2 separate regions of the Macaca mulatta genome follow, and region 2 is linked to region 1. The links are chromatin contacts, called in public Hi-C maps. All regions are on one chromosome and are shown on one strand. Each heading gives the region's core, a stretch centred on a gene start, on an enhancer-like site or on the middle of the called end of the contact. The rest is flanking DNA. Distances are from core to core; before and after follow the strand shown. Region 1 holds the start of JMY (junction mediating and regulatory protein, p53 cofactor). Region 2 holds the start of HOMER1 (homer scaffold protein 1).

Region 1 (6,505 bases), core at 1,259-3,758:
AGACAGTGTCTCTCCATGTTGCCCAGGCTGGTCTTAAACTCTTGGGCTCAAGCAATTCACCCAAAGCATTTGGATTACAGGCGTGAGTCACTGTGTCCAGCCATCCAGCCAACATATTATTATTATTATTATTATAAATTTTTTTCAGACGGAGTTTCGCTGTTGTTGCCCAGGCACTGTAGTGCAACGGCACGATATCAGCTTACCGCAACCTTTGCCTCCCGGGTTCAAATGATCCTCCTGCCTCAGCCTCCCAAGTAGCTGGGATTACAGGTGCCTGCCATAACGCCTAGCTAATTTTTGTATGTTTAGTAGAGATGGGGTTTCACCATGTTAGCCAGGCTTGTCTCGAACTTCTGACCTTGTGATCCGCCCACCTCAGCCTCCCAAAGTGTTGGGATTACAGGCGTGAACCACCGCGCCCGGACTATTTTTTTAATAATTTTTATTTCTTTTTCTCATCCTCTGAACAGAACTTATAAACAAATTCTTTTAACATTCATTCTCTGTATTCACAATTATACATAAAGGGTTTGTGTCCGTAATGTTTTATCAGAAAAACTAACTTTTTGCGGTTGCTTTTTAGCAAAAAAGAAGAGAAAGTTTTCTATAATGTGCTACTGTTTGTTTAGCTGGTAATTCAAACCTTTTTTCTTTTCTCTTTTCTTTTTTGAGGTGGAGTCTCACTCTGTCGCCCAGGCTGGAGTGCAGGGCATGACCTCAGATCACAGCAACCTTTGCCTCCTGGGTTCAAACAATTCTCCTGCCTCAGCCTCCCAAGTAGCTGGGATTACAGGCGTGTGCCACACACCCAGCTAATTTTTGTATTTTTAGTAGAGTTGGGGGTTTCACCATGTTGTACAGGCTGGTCTTGAACTCCTGACGTCAAGTGATCCACCCAACTCAGCCTCCCAAAGTGCTGGGATTACAGACGTCAGTCACCATTCCCAGCCCCCTAATTCAGATTTGAAATGGCTTTTCTCTCCTTTTTGCCTTTCAAAACGTGTCTCTGACTTGCATTTGAGATTTGACACAAATTCACAGTTGTAAACTTTGAAAATCTGTGGTTTCACATAACAAACTGTACAAAATGTTAAAAACCTAACGGGCTCAGTGGCTCACGCCTGTAATCCCAGCAATTTGGGAGGCCAAGGCAGGAGGATCACCTGAGGTCAGGAGTTTGAGACCAGCTTGGCCAACATGAAGAAACACCATCTCTAATAAAAATACAAAAATTAGTCGGGCTTGGTGGTGTGTGCCTGTAATCCCAGCTACTTGGGAGGCTGAGGCCGGAGAATCAGTTGAACCTGGGAGGCGGAGGTGCAGTGAGCTGACATCGTGCCACTGTGCTCCAGCCTGAGCCACAGAGTGAGACTCTGTCTCAAAAATTTTTTGGGGGGGTTGTTTATTCAAATATCAGGACAATACTGAATCAAGTGTTGAAGCTTAGAGTTTTAAGATAGATAATACTGAGCTAAGTTTGAAGCTTAGTTCAGTACTGTTCTGTCATCTGAATAAACAGCTGTTTATTACTGAACCTAACAATACAAGACTAATTCGAACGGTTTTGTGTTTAGAAATGTGAATAAATGTAAAAGAATAACTAATTCCCGTTGTTCTTTACTACAGTGCACAATATCTGTGACTTGTATACTAATCGTAAAAAGAAAGCCAATAATATAAACTGGATTATAAAGTCTACTAATTTCAAGAATGTGTTTCATCATAGTTTAGTAAGAATAGCAGAGATTGATATGACTTTTTTTGTATATGCATTCTGGGAACTCCCATAATTGAATACAACTTCAAAAGGGCTAAAGCCCAGTGACCTCAAAACGAGGTTCACAGAAAAGTACATAATGATGAAACCTGAAGCAATAAAACACCAATGAACTGAAATGTAAACATTCTTGCTCTTAGGACATGGCATTTTCATTTTTCATTTTGTTTTGGACTGTTACTGGGCTGTCCTCAGACACCTTCCTTTCATATCTTAAACTTTGTCTTTCCAGAAAATCTTTTGGAATTTTTTTTTTGTTTTTTTGTTTTGGTCTCAAGGGCAGAACTTAACAGGCTGGGGGCGAGCCCCACAAGAGTTCAGCACACCGTTCCCCGCGGCGACACGCTACTTCTGAACACAGGAGCGACTGCCCGTCGGGCTTCCTCCAGGAGAATGGAGACAAACGTACATTCGAGGGGCTCAATACCTGGAGTGCGAAACGTCTCAGTTCCTTCGCCTCAGTCTCTTTTCCCGGGTTCGGAAGCCACTTATGCAGCAGGGCACACCTGCCACTCACAACGCCCTCGGAGCCGGCAACCCGCCGACAGCGAGCTCCAGCCCGGGGGAACAGGAGGCTGCGCGGAAGGAAGGAGAGTCGGGAGCGCGGCCGCTCGCGGGCTGGCTCAGGGGACGCCAAGGGGAGGTGCCGGCGCGCACTGGCGGGGTGCGCGCGCCGCCGCCGCCGCGTCACCAGCGTGCGGCACGTGCCCGTGTTTACGTCCCTCGTGGAGCCGCCGACGTCAGCAGTCGAATGGCAACATTGTGGCGATGCTGAGGCACAGAGTTTAGAAGAAGGGTTCATCAGTCTGACCCGCTGCCGGCTTTCTGCGGCAGCAGCAGGAGCAGGGGCGGGGAGCTTGACCTGGGCGAGCGACCCGGGCGCACACAGCGCCGGCCTGACCCCGCGGGACCTGCGCCTCACCCCCGGAGCGCCGCAGACGCAGCTCCACGGCCTCGCGCCGGGGGCGGCGGGCGGCCGCGAGACGCTGCGGCAGCGCGGGGCTTGTAAACAGATCCGGCCGCACGTGACCATGTGAACTACCTGCTCCCGGGACGCGTATTGTCCTTCCCGCGAGCCGCGCCACAAAGGATCTCGGTGGTCGTGGCGCGGAGCGACGGGCGAACGAGCGAGGAGAGCCGGCCGGCGCACTAAGATGGCTGAAGGCGCCCGGCGAGGGTGAGCGGGGGGCGCGGCGCAGCCAGCGGGGAGTCCTCGAGCGGGCCGGGCCGGCGGCCCTTCCCCGCGTTAGGTCGGAGCCACCATGTCGTTCTCGCTGGAGGAGACGCTCGAGTCAGACTGGGTGGCTGTGCGGCCCCATGTGTTCGACGAGCGCGAGAAGCACAAATTCGTCTTTATTGTAGCCTGGAACGAGATTGAGGGCAAGTTTGCCATAACCTGCCACAACCGGACGGCCCAGAGGCAGAGGAGCGGCTCCCGGGAGCAGGCGGGGGCGCGAGGGGGCGCCGAGGCCGGCGGAGCTGCGTCCGACGGGAGCCGCGGGCCTGGCAGCCCGGCGGGCAGGGGCCGACCCGAGGCCACTGCCTCTGCAACTCTGGTTAGGAGCCCCGGGCCCCGGCGGAGCTCGGCCTGGGCGGAGGGCGGTTCTCCTCGGAGCACTGGCAGCCTTCTGGGGGACCCGCGGCTGCGAAGTCCTGGCAGCAAAGGGGCGGAGAGTCGTCTTAGGAGCCCAGTGCGGGCCAAACCCATCCCGGTTCAGAGAGTATCTGAAGCCAACGATGCGGCGGGGGCCGCTGCTGCTGCAGCAGCCAGACCGGCGCCGAAAGAGGCCCCGGTGTCCTCTGTACGTATAGTGAGCGCCTCTGGGACGGTCTCCGAGGAGATCGAGGTGCTGGAAATGGTGAAGGAGGACGAGGCGCCTCTGGCGCTCTCGGACGCGGAGCAGCCGCTGCCAGCCGCCGAGCTGGAGTCTCCGGCCGAAGAGTGCAGCTGGGCCGGACTCTTCTCTTTCCAGGACCTGCGCGCCGTGCACCAGCAGCTGTGCTCGGTGAACTCGCAGTTGGAGTCGTGCCTGCCGGTGTTCCCGGAGGAACCTTCGGGCATGTGGACTGTGCTGTTTGGGGGCGCCCCCGAGATGACGGAGCAGGAAATCGACAGTCTGTGTTACCAGCTCCAGGTCTACCTGGGCCACGGCCTGGACACCTGCGGCTGGAAGATCCTCTCCCAGGTGCTCTTCACCGAGACCGACGATCCCGAGGAGTATTATGAAAGCCTCAGCGAACTGCGGCAGAAGGGCTACGAAGAAGTGCTTCAGCGGGCCAGGAAGCGCATCCAGGAGGTGAGTTGAGTGAGCCTCTAGTCTGGGCTCTACTGGTCGCTTTTGGTTTACTGGCCAAACCAAAGGCTGAAGGCTTGGTCTCGGGTGTGCGCAGGTAGGACGGTTGCTTTTCTGGTCAAGTGGAAACCAAGAGGGGTTCCTGATCTACCTTCCCCTTCATCCCTCTGGGTGGCTGCTTAATTGACTCTCTGAAGGACCTTAGTCTTTATTTCCTTCCCCATTTATCAAATGCGCTCTGTGTACTACTCAGTACTGGTAATGCGCAATTAAAGCCACTCAGAAAAGTGTTCTGTAAGCATAGGCTACATGAGCATTTTTCTACCCCTAAAGCTCTCCCAGCAATAACTGCCCAGATATCAACTCTTCTTTGTCCGTGTCACCTTTATTTAAAATAGTTTGTCTTACCTAGCAAAGTTGATCTTCTGTTTTGATTCTTCTTTATGCAGTGTGGCAACCGACGCAAATTTTAAATTCATTTTTAAACGGGTGACCTGTCCAAGTGAAAAAGCACCTACTGACTATTGGATGCAAATTTATTTTTAAAAGATTTTTTATAAGTGTTTTGTTTCTTCTTTTTTGGACTACCTCAGATCTTTACAGATGGCTCAGGTTTCACTCCTGTTTTAGGGAGAAATAAAGGCTCTGGGCAGGAATGTTCGTTGTATTTTTGTACTTACTGTAGAAGTACAAAAGCTTTTTCAAACTAATCCTTAAAGTAACAAAAAATAATGGAAAAAAGGGTCTGAATGGATATACATATGGGGCTCTAGAATGTGTAAGAAATGTGTAATTCATGCCTGCTCACTGGCTTCTGCTGGAGGAACTTCACTAAAAAAAGTCTTTTAAAATATACTTAGTTTTCCCTAATGGGTACTGCACGTAGTTTCTCAAAGCAAGTTACTATTTTTACTATTAATGCAATTGAGATTGGTGGAGAAATGCACCACCGCCCACCTTTTTTTTTTTTTTTGGAGACTGTTTCGCTCTGTCTCCCAGGCTGGAGTGCAGTGGCACGATCTCGGCTCACTGCAGCCTCCGCCTCCCAGGTTCAAGCGATTCTCCTGCCTCAGACTCCTCAGTAGCTGGGACTACAGGTGCGCGCCACACGTTAGCCCGGCTCCTTTTTTTTTCAGTAGAGATGGGGTTTCACCATCTTGGCCAGAATGGTCTTTATCTTCTGCTCGTGATCCGCCTGCCTTGGTCTCCCAAAGTGCTGGGATTACAGGTGTGAGCCACTGTGCCTGGCCTGAAATGCCCCTTTTTATGGTGTTTATATTCCTGAGATTGTGTTGTTATCTGCCTATGTATATATAATACTTGAACCCTGTTAGACTAGGGAGCTAGAGCGTCCTGTTTTTTTCGTAGAATATGAGAACTTTTTCTTTATTAGACTTGAGTATTTAAGAAATGTTTGTTTCTCGCTTATACAATAGTACTCTCTTACAACTTCCTGAATCCAGTTTTTCAGTCCTTCCTGTTGGTTTACTCTATAACATGATCCTAGAGTTCCTGGTATCTGTTTTTATTTTCCTTTTTTATCACCTCACTTCGGGAGTCTGTTCTACCTTAAATTCTTTTGAAGGAAGTGACAAATCTTAAGTGACCACATATATTCTCAGAAGTGTTTGGTTAATATTGACCTGTATTTCTCTTAAACTGCAAGAACCAAGTTAGTGCTTCTTTCTTTTATTAGATTTACAGATTTTTTTTAAACTATATATTCTTTAAAAATTCCATGATGAGTGGGCCTGTCTGGTTTTAACTTTTTGGATACTCAGAAAAAGCGACTGTCAGGCCGGAAGCGGTGGCTCACGCTTGTAATCCTAGAACTTTGGGAGGCCGAGGCAGGCAGATCACGAGTTCAGGAGATGGAGACCATCCTGGCTAACACGGTGAAATCCCGTCTGTACTAAAAATACAAAAAAAAAAATTAGCCGGTGTGGTGGCGGGCGCCTGTAGTCCCAGCTACTGGGGATGCTGAGGCAGGAGAATTGCGGGAACCAGGAGGCGGAGCTTGCAGTGAGAGGAGATCCTGCCAGTGCACTCGAGCCTGGGCAACAGAGCGAGACTCTGTCTCAAAAAAAAAGAAAAGAAGAAAAAGCGACTGTCTCCGGTTTTTTAATTCAAATGGGTCAAAAATAAGCTCTCAAAATATATAGTTTTCTAGAACTCTTTAAAAAGGGGATTACATTAAAAAAAAAAAATCTGTTCCTAATTAAGGTTCTCTTGACCATAATGATTTGTTTTCTTTAACAGAAAATTATACTTTTTTTTTTTCTGAGACGGGATCTTGCTCTGTCGCCCAGGCTGGAGTGCAGTGGTGTGATCTTGGCTCACTGCAACCTTTGTCTCCCAGGTTCCACTGATTCTCCTGCCTCAGCCTCCTGAGTAGCTGGAATTATAGGCGCGTGCCACCTTGCCCGGCTAA
Region 2 (6,505 bases), core at 2,962-5,461, 280 kb after region 1:
GTACTCATCTTTCAGTATTTAACACCTATCACCTCCTCTACAAAGCCTTTTTATCCTTCCCTCAGCAGCTAATGCCCCAATACCCACTTTGTGTCTCCACAATGCCCTATATTATAGCTCCTACAAAATTTCATTGCACATTTTAATTTTAGGCTTGACTGTCTTCCCAACTTCTAAAGTATAAACTCACTAAGGGAAGGAGTACATTGTACTAGCCTTCCTATCGGCAGCACTGAGCTAAGTACGTGCACTATAACATAGGTTCGAAGTTGGTAAAATGAACAAATGAAGAATTAAGGACTTGCATCTAACTTGTCTGTTGTCAGAAATGATAGGGTGGTTATCTTTGCAATAAAACCCCTTCATAGTGCTGGAATCAAGATTTTCACATTTTTGCTACAACCCCTAGAGAGCAGAACCCTGCAGTTTGAGGCAGAAGGAGGTGTCAGCTTCCTGTCTTTCAGCAAAGAGACTCAGTTTGGGCTGCAATGTAGCAGCACTCATTTCCACGCTTCCAGAAGTTACCTGGGGAAAGAGGCCGAGGAAGGACTCCAGAAGTTCCCACAGGCAGGTGAGGTAAATCAGAAACAGCATTAACAGATTTCATTAGCAGGGAGAGCCCTATTTTATTTATAAGCAGCTCTTAATAAGAGAAGGGAGGGAAAGAATTCTTTACCATTGCTGATGGCACAAGGTTACCAATATGAGCTAAGTAAAAACAAAGGGTGTCGTGAAATAACTGGTTGAGGTTACTTGATTTCTGTTGCCTACTCTAATAGTTCTGAAATAGCTACTGATTCACTGCTGTCATTATGAGATACTATTTGGAGGTGGGGGGTGGGGGGTGGGGGTCATACCTAACAGGGGCTTCTCACAGAGGTTTCAAAACTTTTCAGAGACTTCATTTTATATATGTGAATGCCTTAATTTTTAGGGGATGTGATACACCTATTTTACAAACCCATACTTTAGTTGCCTTCACTGCAATTAACAGTTCATGCAACATCCAAGATACTTTGACAGACTTTGCCAACTGTCAAGTTTCAGCTGTTCTTTTCCATTTCCACAAAGTTCATAAACTACTATTAGGGGAGCCATAATTTTTTTCTGCCCAATCACTGATTTTATTAAAAATAATTCCTTTGCTTAGACTGCCCCTAGACTTGCAATAATTATCTACAATTAAGACAAAGATAAATCCTTATCATAACCTAACATTAGTTTAAAAAAAAAAGTTGTAATATATGAAACACTTTACCCAGAGTATTAAATGTTAGATATCTATTACAGCAAGGTAATTAATGATTGCTAAGGTAAAGCTTTAAAGGCCATTTAAAGCCCTGTTTCCTTTTGTTTGAAATAGGCCCAGGCAGCTATGCGAATTCCACAAACATTTATTAGGCATAAATACGCATAAAGTGTAGAAACATCAGCAAATGCCTTTGCTTTGCTGTACGCTCTTCTACTTCCACCTACCCTTCCTCTCTCAACTCAGATAAAACAAGGCACTATCAATGAGAAAGGGTAATAGCCCCAAACACAGGCTTTCCAAAAAATAGCACCACAAAATGCTCGCTCCTTTTTCTCCTCAGTCCATATATAGGACTTTATTGACTAAAGGACAGATACATTCATTTATAAACAAATTAATTATGCTAAGTGTCTAAATACATGTTATGTGTGGGGCTTACTTTCCCATTTTAAACAGTAGCCCCTTCAGTATTAAATTCATCCTGTCTCTTCCGGTTCTAGGCACTTCAGGAGCCGTAGCTTAAGGTGCAAACATAACCAAGACCAACAACCACACCACACACAACCAGTCCTGAAAATGGCACAGAAATGGTATCAAGAAATCCCAATCACAAAGATACGAATCTCTTAAGGGGGTGGACCCCAAGTTCCTGAGGAACATGCGATTTGCCAAGAAACACAACAAGAAGGGCCTAAAAAAGATGCAGGCTAACAGTGCCAAGGCCATGAGTACATGTGCCAAGGTTATCAAGGCCCTCATAAAGCCCAAGGAGGTTAAGCCCAAGATCCCAAAGGGTGTCATCCGCAAGCTCAATCAACTTGACTACATTGCCCACCCCAAGCCTGGGAAGCATGCTCATGCCCGCACTGCCAAGGGGCTCAGGCTGTCCTGGCCAAAGGCCAAGGACAAGGATAAAACCAAGGCCCAGGCTGCAGCTCCAGCTTCAGTTCCAGCTAAGGCTCCCAAAGGTGCCCAGGCCCCTACAAAGGCTTCAGATTAGATATCTGTCTGCCAACGTGAGGACAGGACTGGTGCAACCCCCAACCAGGCTGCCACCTGCATGGGGCTGGGGTCCTCCTGTGCTATTTGTACAAATGAACCTGAGGCAGGAAAAAAATATTCAGCCTAAGCTTCCCTTGGTAAAATGACAGGCATTCATGCAGCTTAAAGGTTGTGGAAAACTGATTTTCTTCCATGATGCTACTACTTCACAGTCTAGACAAAATGCAGCCATCAACATGAAAAACTGCTGCTTGATTTTTTTTTCCTCCAACATGTTTTAAACAGAGCTGCAGATGCTCAAGGGAAGCCATATTTCTAAGGTTTTGAACAGTAGTATTTTTCAGTATTTTTCTCATGTAAAATTGGTGCAATTCATCCAGAACATTTTTCAAATGCCATTATTTTTCAGCGTTAAGTGCTTAAACTGCTTAGAGAGAAAAAGGTCTCCATCAGAAAGATCGACTTCCAGAAACCAACTAGTGATCATTAAAATGAGGAGAATAAAAAGAAAATAATTCATTTTTTACAGTTTGAAGAAATCTTTAAGTCATCTCTAATTCCTTCATTTTACAGATAAGAAATAGAGTCCACAGAGGTTAAGCAATTTGCCTCAGATCACTAAGCTACTAATAGCAGCGCTAGAAATAGAATGAGGCATTTTAATTACTCTTAGCAGTACCCCCAAATCATGCAAGTTATATATACTCTCATCACTTGTCATTCAAGTTTTTAAAACAATTATCACTTTGTCATTCATTTCTGAGGAAAGTCTCCTACAACACGTTCTAAATTTTCAAAGTTATGCATATTAAACTTCAAATTCTAACTCCAAAAAGAAGGTACTATTCAGGAACTTTCCTCAGAAAGTTTCAAGCGTGTGTACACCCCTAAACCATCACAATGAATTTCAGAGTCCATTCTTTCAAAACCTGTCCCTCAACTACACTTTAGATGTGTTTGTTCAACGACACACACACACACAAAGAGAGAAAATTCTGGATGTTCTTCCGCCAAAAACCAATGACAATCTGTCAATGAAATCAGATTACTCCATTAATATATTATGGGTTTCCAGCTTAAATTAGGAAGTGTCACTAGCATTTCATCAACCCACAGTGTGAAGAGTTAATAAAAGACTGGAAAATGCACTCTAGGTTGGTTCTGGGTCCGAAGGAAGGTGTAGATCTGATATTGTTAACACAAACTGAAGGGCTGAGCTTAAAAGCGAAAAACAAAAGGAGTGAACAAGTTCCTTAAACAAAAAGCCTTTTCGTACGGAATGCACCCGCACCGTGGTGACCGCATCAGTAAGACTGAATTTCAGATTTTCGTTTTAACGTCCCAGTAAATCAATTCTATACATTTTAGCTTTGGATATTCAAGGGCAAAAGAGAGGGCACCGTGAGGGCAACAATTTACTCTGGATCACTTTCAAGGACTGTTGTCTAACCACTCATTACAATCGTTCCTTTGTGCAACTGATTATCTAAAAGTACTGAGAGAGTGTAGTACTTCTCTTTGAAAGATAACCATCAGCAAAAGCTAAGACAATGTGATTCTGATGACAAACTGATGCAGCAGTCTGACCAGTAAAGTGTAGAATGCGTTGTCTTTGTAAATATTACTCACAAATCCATATTCAAGTTACAAACGATGTATGTGTTTACGACCTCTGGTACCGCTCTACAAAAAGGCAAAAATAACCTAAAAGGTTAGCATGCCTATTTCTTTAAAGTATGACCAGCTTAGCAAGGTGGCAAGTTTGTTTGAAAACACAAAACGCAATCACCACCACCGCTCAATAATACACATACATAAACAGATTCGAAGCTGTGTTAAGCACAAAAATCCTTACCCCATTTTGCCCAATGAAAACTTGCTCTGAAGTTTCAGCTCTTATGCTACGGAATAACTTCCAAAGGAATTTCTCCGTCTGCTATTTCGCAGTTGATTTTCCACCCCCACCCCTAGATCCTTGTCCGGAGGTATTTCAAGGATGCTGCCAATTCAATTAGTTCTCTTAGGTAAAATGATTTCTTTCTTGTAAATACCAAAACGTTCAAACAGAGGCGGCATTTGCTTATTCGAGTTAAAACGCTTTGCGGAGGAGACAGCGATCAATTCTATTCCACAAAACGAGTCTACAAGTAGGAAAATGCAGAATCCGGCTTCACCGAGTCCTATAAAAAAATGAGTTCGCTGGTCATTTCACTCATGTCCTCCTCGACACTCAGGGAAAGCCAGGTAACTCGGCCTTTTCAGAGCTAAGGCTGCGGGTTCAAATTTCTCCACCACACCAGGTCCCCGGGGGTGGAGCGAGCAACCAAACGCGACGTGCACGTGAATAAAAATCCCAAAAGCAGTAATGCCACGGCTTCCCTGCGCTCACATTAGGAAAAAAACTACATAGAAAAATCTCCTCGAAGTGCAAATCCGGCAGCTCCCAACCTGCACGGCACTCCACATTGGAATCTGTCTTTTTTAATGTTTCTTCTCCTAAGACTCGGAGCAGAGAAGAGGTGGGGAGGAGGAAGAGAAGGCTGGGCAGGATCGATTCATTCTCCCGAGGAGAATAAACGGAGCCATTTCCAGGCTGGCAGCAGGCTGGGGGCGCAGCGCACGCCGGGGAGCTGGAGAAGGGGGCCCGATCCCACCTCCCTCAGCCCCTTCCCGCCCCCCGCCGCCGAGCACAATGGAGCCCGGCTCGCGCCCGGCCCTTCATTCGCGGCTGCCCCCTCTTCCCTCCTCTCTTCAGAGCACAGCGGATCTGAGGCTCCCGTCGGCGGAGAATGAATGAATCACAGAGCCAAGCCCCACGCTTCCACTGGCGCCCTGCCCCCAGCTCCAGGGCGGGCGAAAGGGGCCGAAGGGTCGACGGGCGCCTGCCCGAGCCAAGGCGGGAGGCTAAGACCGCGTCGGGGCCAGGAGAGCTGGGCTCGAAGCCGAAGCGCAGCCGCCGCTCCAGCGCCCCCACCCCTGCTCCTCGTCTCTCACGCTCCGCGCCGCCGCCACGCGCCGCCTCACATTCCCCGGGCCCCGCCGCCGCCTCTTCACACTTCCATCAGCGCCCGCCTCCGCCGGCCTCCGGCTCCCGCCGGGCAGAGCAGCGCCAGCCCCGGCGGCCTGAAGCCCGCCGCTGCCTCCGCCTGCACCGGCCGGCTGGCAGAGCGGAGGGTGCCGCTTTCCCAGTCAGCGCCGCCGGCGTGAGGCGAGCGCGGAGGCAGTGGGCTGCGGGGGGCGGGAAGGGGGCGGAGAGAACGGGGGGGCGAGGGCGGTACCTCCCCCTGCTCGCGGGAGAGGGCGGGAGGCGGTGGCCGCCGCGGAGCCGCGGCTGGGGGCTGGTGCGCGGACGGGTCCCGGGAGCCCGACGGGCCCTGCGGGCAGTGGGCAGCGGGAGCAAGCAGCAGCCGCGAGGCGGCGGAGAGGATGGTGGTGCGGGGCCGAGCGGCCCTCGTGGGGAGCTGGGCCGGCGGCAGGCCCTCAGTCCGTCCGTCCTTGTTTTCCCCCCTCCCCTAGAGGCCGGCGGCTGGCGGGCCGTGCGCTCTGCTCCTCCGCTGGCTCTTGGCCCCGCTCCCGGCCGCCACAGCCTCCTCCGCGCCCCACACCAGGTGCTCGCGCTGTGTCTCCATCCTCCCCGCAGGAGGACCTTTAAGTAGCAACGTCAGCGCGCTCCTCTCCGCACACACGTCACCCGCTGCTCACGTCACCGGGGTGCGGGGGATGATGTCACGCGGCCGGAAGTACTGCTAAATTAGGGAAGGAGCAGGGGGAGGAGGACTCGGCGAGCTCCTGTGTGCCCACCTGCTCTCGCTTCTCCTTAAAGGCCAAAGCACAGGAGACAGCCCGAGAGGAGCTCGAACAAGGAAGCGGCGGGAGGAGATTTCCTTGCAACAAATGTGCCAAACCGGAGTGAATCATTCGTAGCAGAAGTGCAGAAGTGTCAAGCGGGTAATATCCTATCTCCCACTCCCACCGCTGTTGCAGCAGCACCCCCGGGCTTCTCCTGTCCTAACTAGCAGGGAAATGTGGGAGGGAGAGCCTGATCACACTACTGGTAGATGTACTTCCAACAAGAACTTCGGAAAAATTACCTCAATTTTCAGTTATTGAGTGCCATTCTGGACGTAGTGGACTTTTAAACTTTTTCTCTTATTGGTTACCTGAAACACGAAAGAATAAAGAGCAGAGCAATAAGCAAACGAAGTAATGTTATAAAGGATAGTAATTTTATTTGCAAAAGAGCAGTTTTGG

Evidence for each region. A called contact is a pair of places that touch in the nucleus more often than the background predicts.
Region 2: a contact with region 1 is called in a Hi-C map of liver, with 2.9 times the contacts expected there. The contact joins the promoter of HOMER1 here to the promoter of JMY in region 1. A contact is called at or near these places in 3 of 14 Hi-C or Micro-C datasets (fetal cortex germinal zone, fetal cortical plate and liver).

The regions. Positions count from the first base shown.
Region 1 is chr6:85,594,955-85,601,459 of T2T-MMU8v2.0, forward strand. JMY (junction mediating and regulatory protein, p53 cofactor) reads left to right here and starts at 2,509. Exons shown (of 11, transcript XM_015140328.3): 1 at 2,509-4,077. The coding sequence starts at 3,043. LOC144341459 reads right to left here and starts at 2,813. Exons shown (of 2, transcript XM_078004934.1): 1 at 2,208-2,813. The coding sequence starts at 2,813.
Region 2 is chr6:85,876,290-85,882,794 of T2T-MMU8v2.0, forward strand. It overlaps HOMER1 (homer scaffold protein 1), which reads right to left and starts at 4,212. Exons shown (of 9, transcript NM_001261570.1): 1 at 4,110-4,212. The coding sequence starts at 4,114. It also overlaps the pseudogene LOC106998794.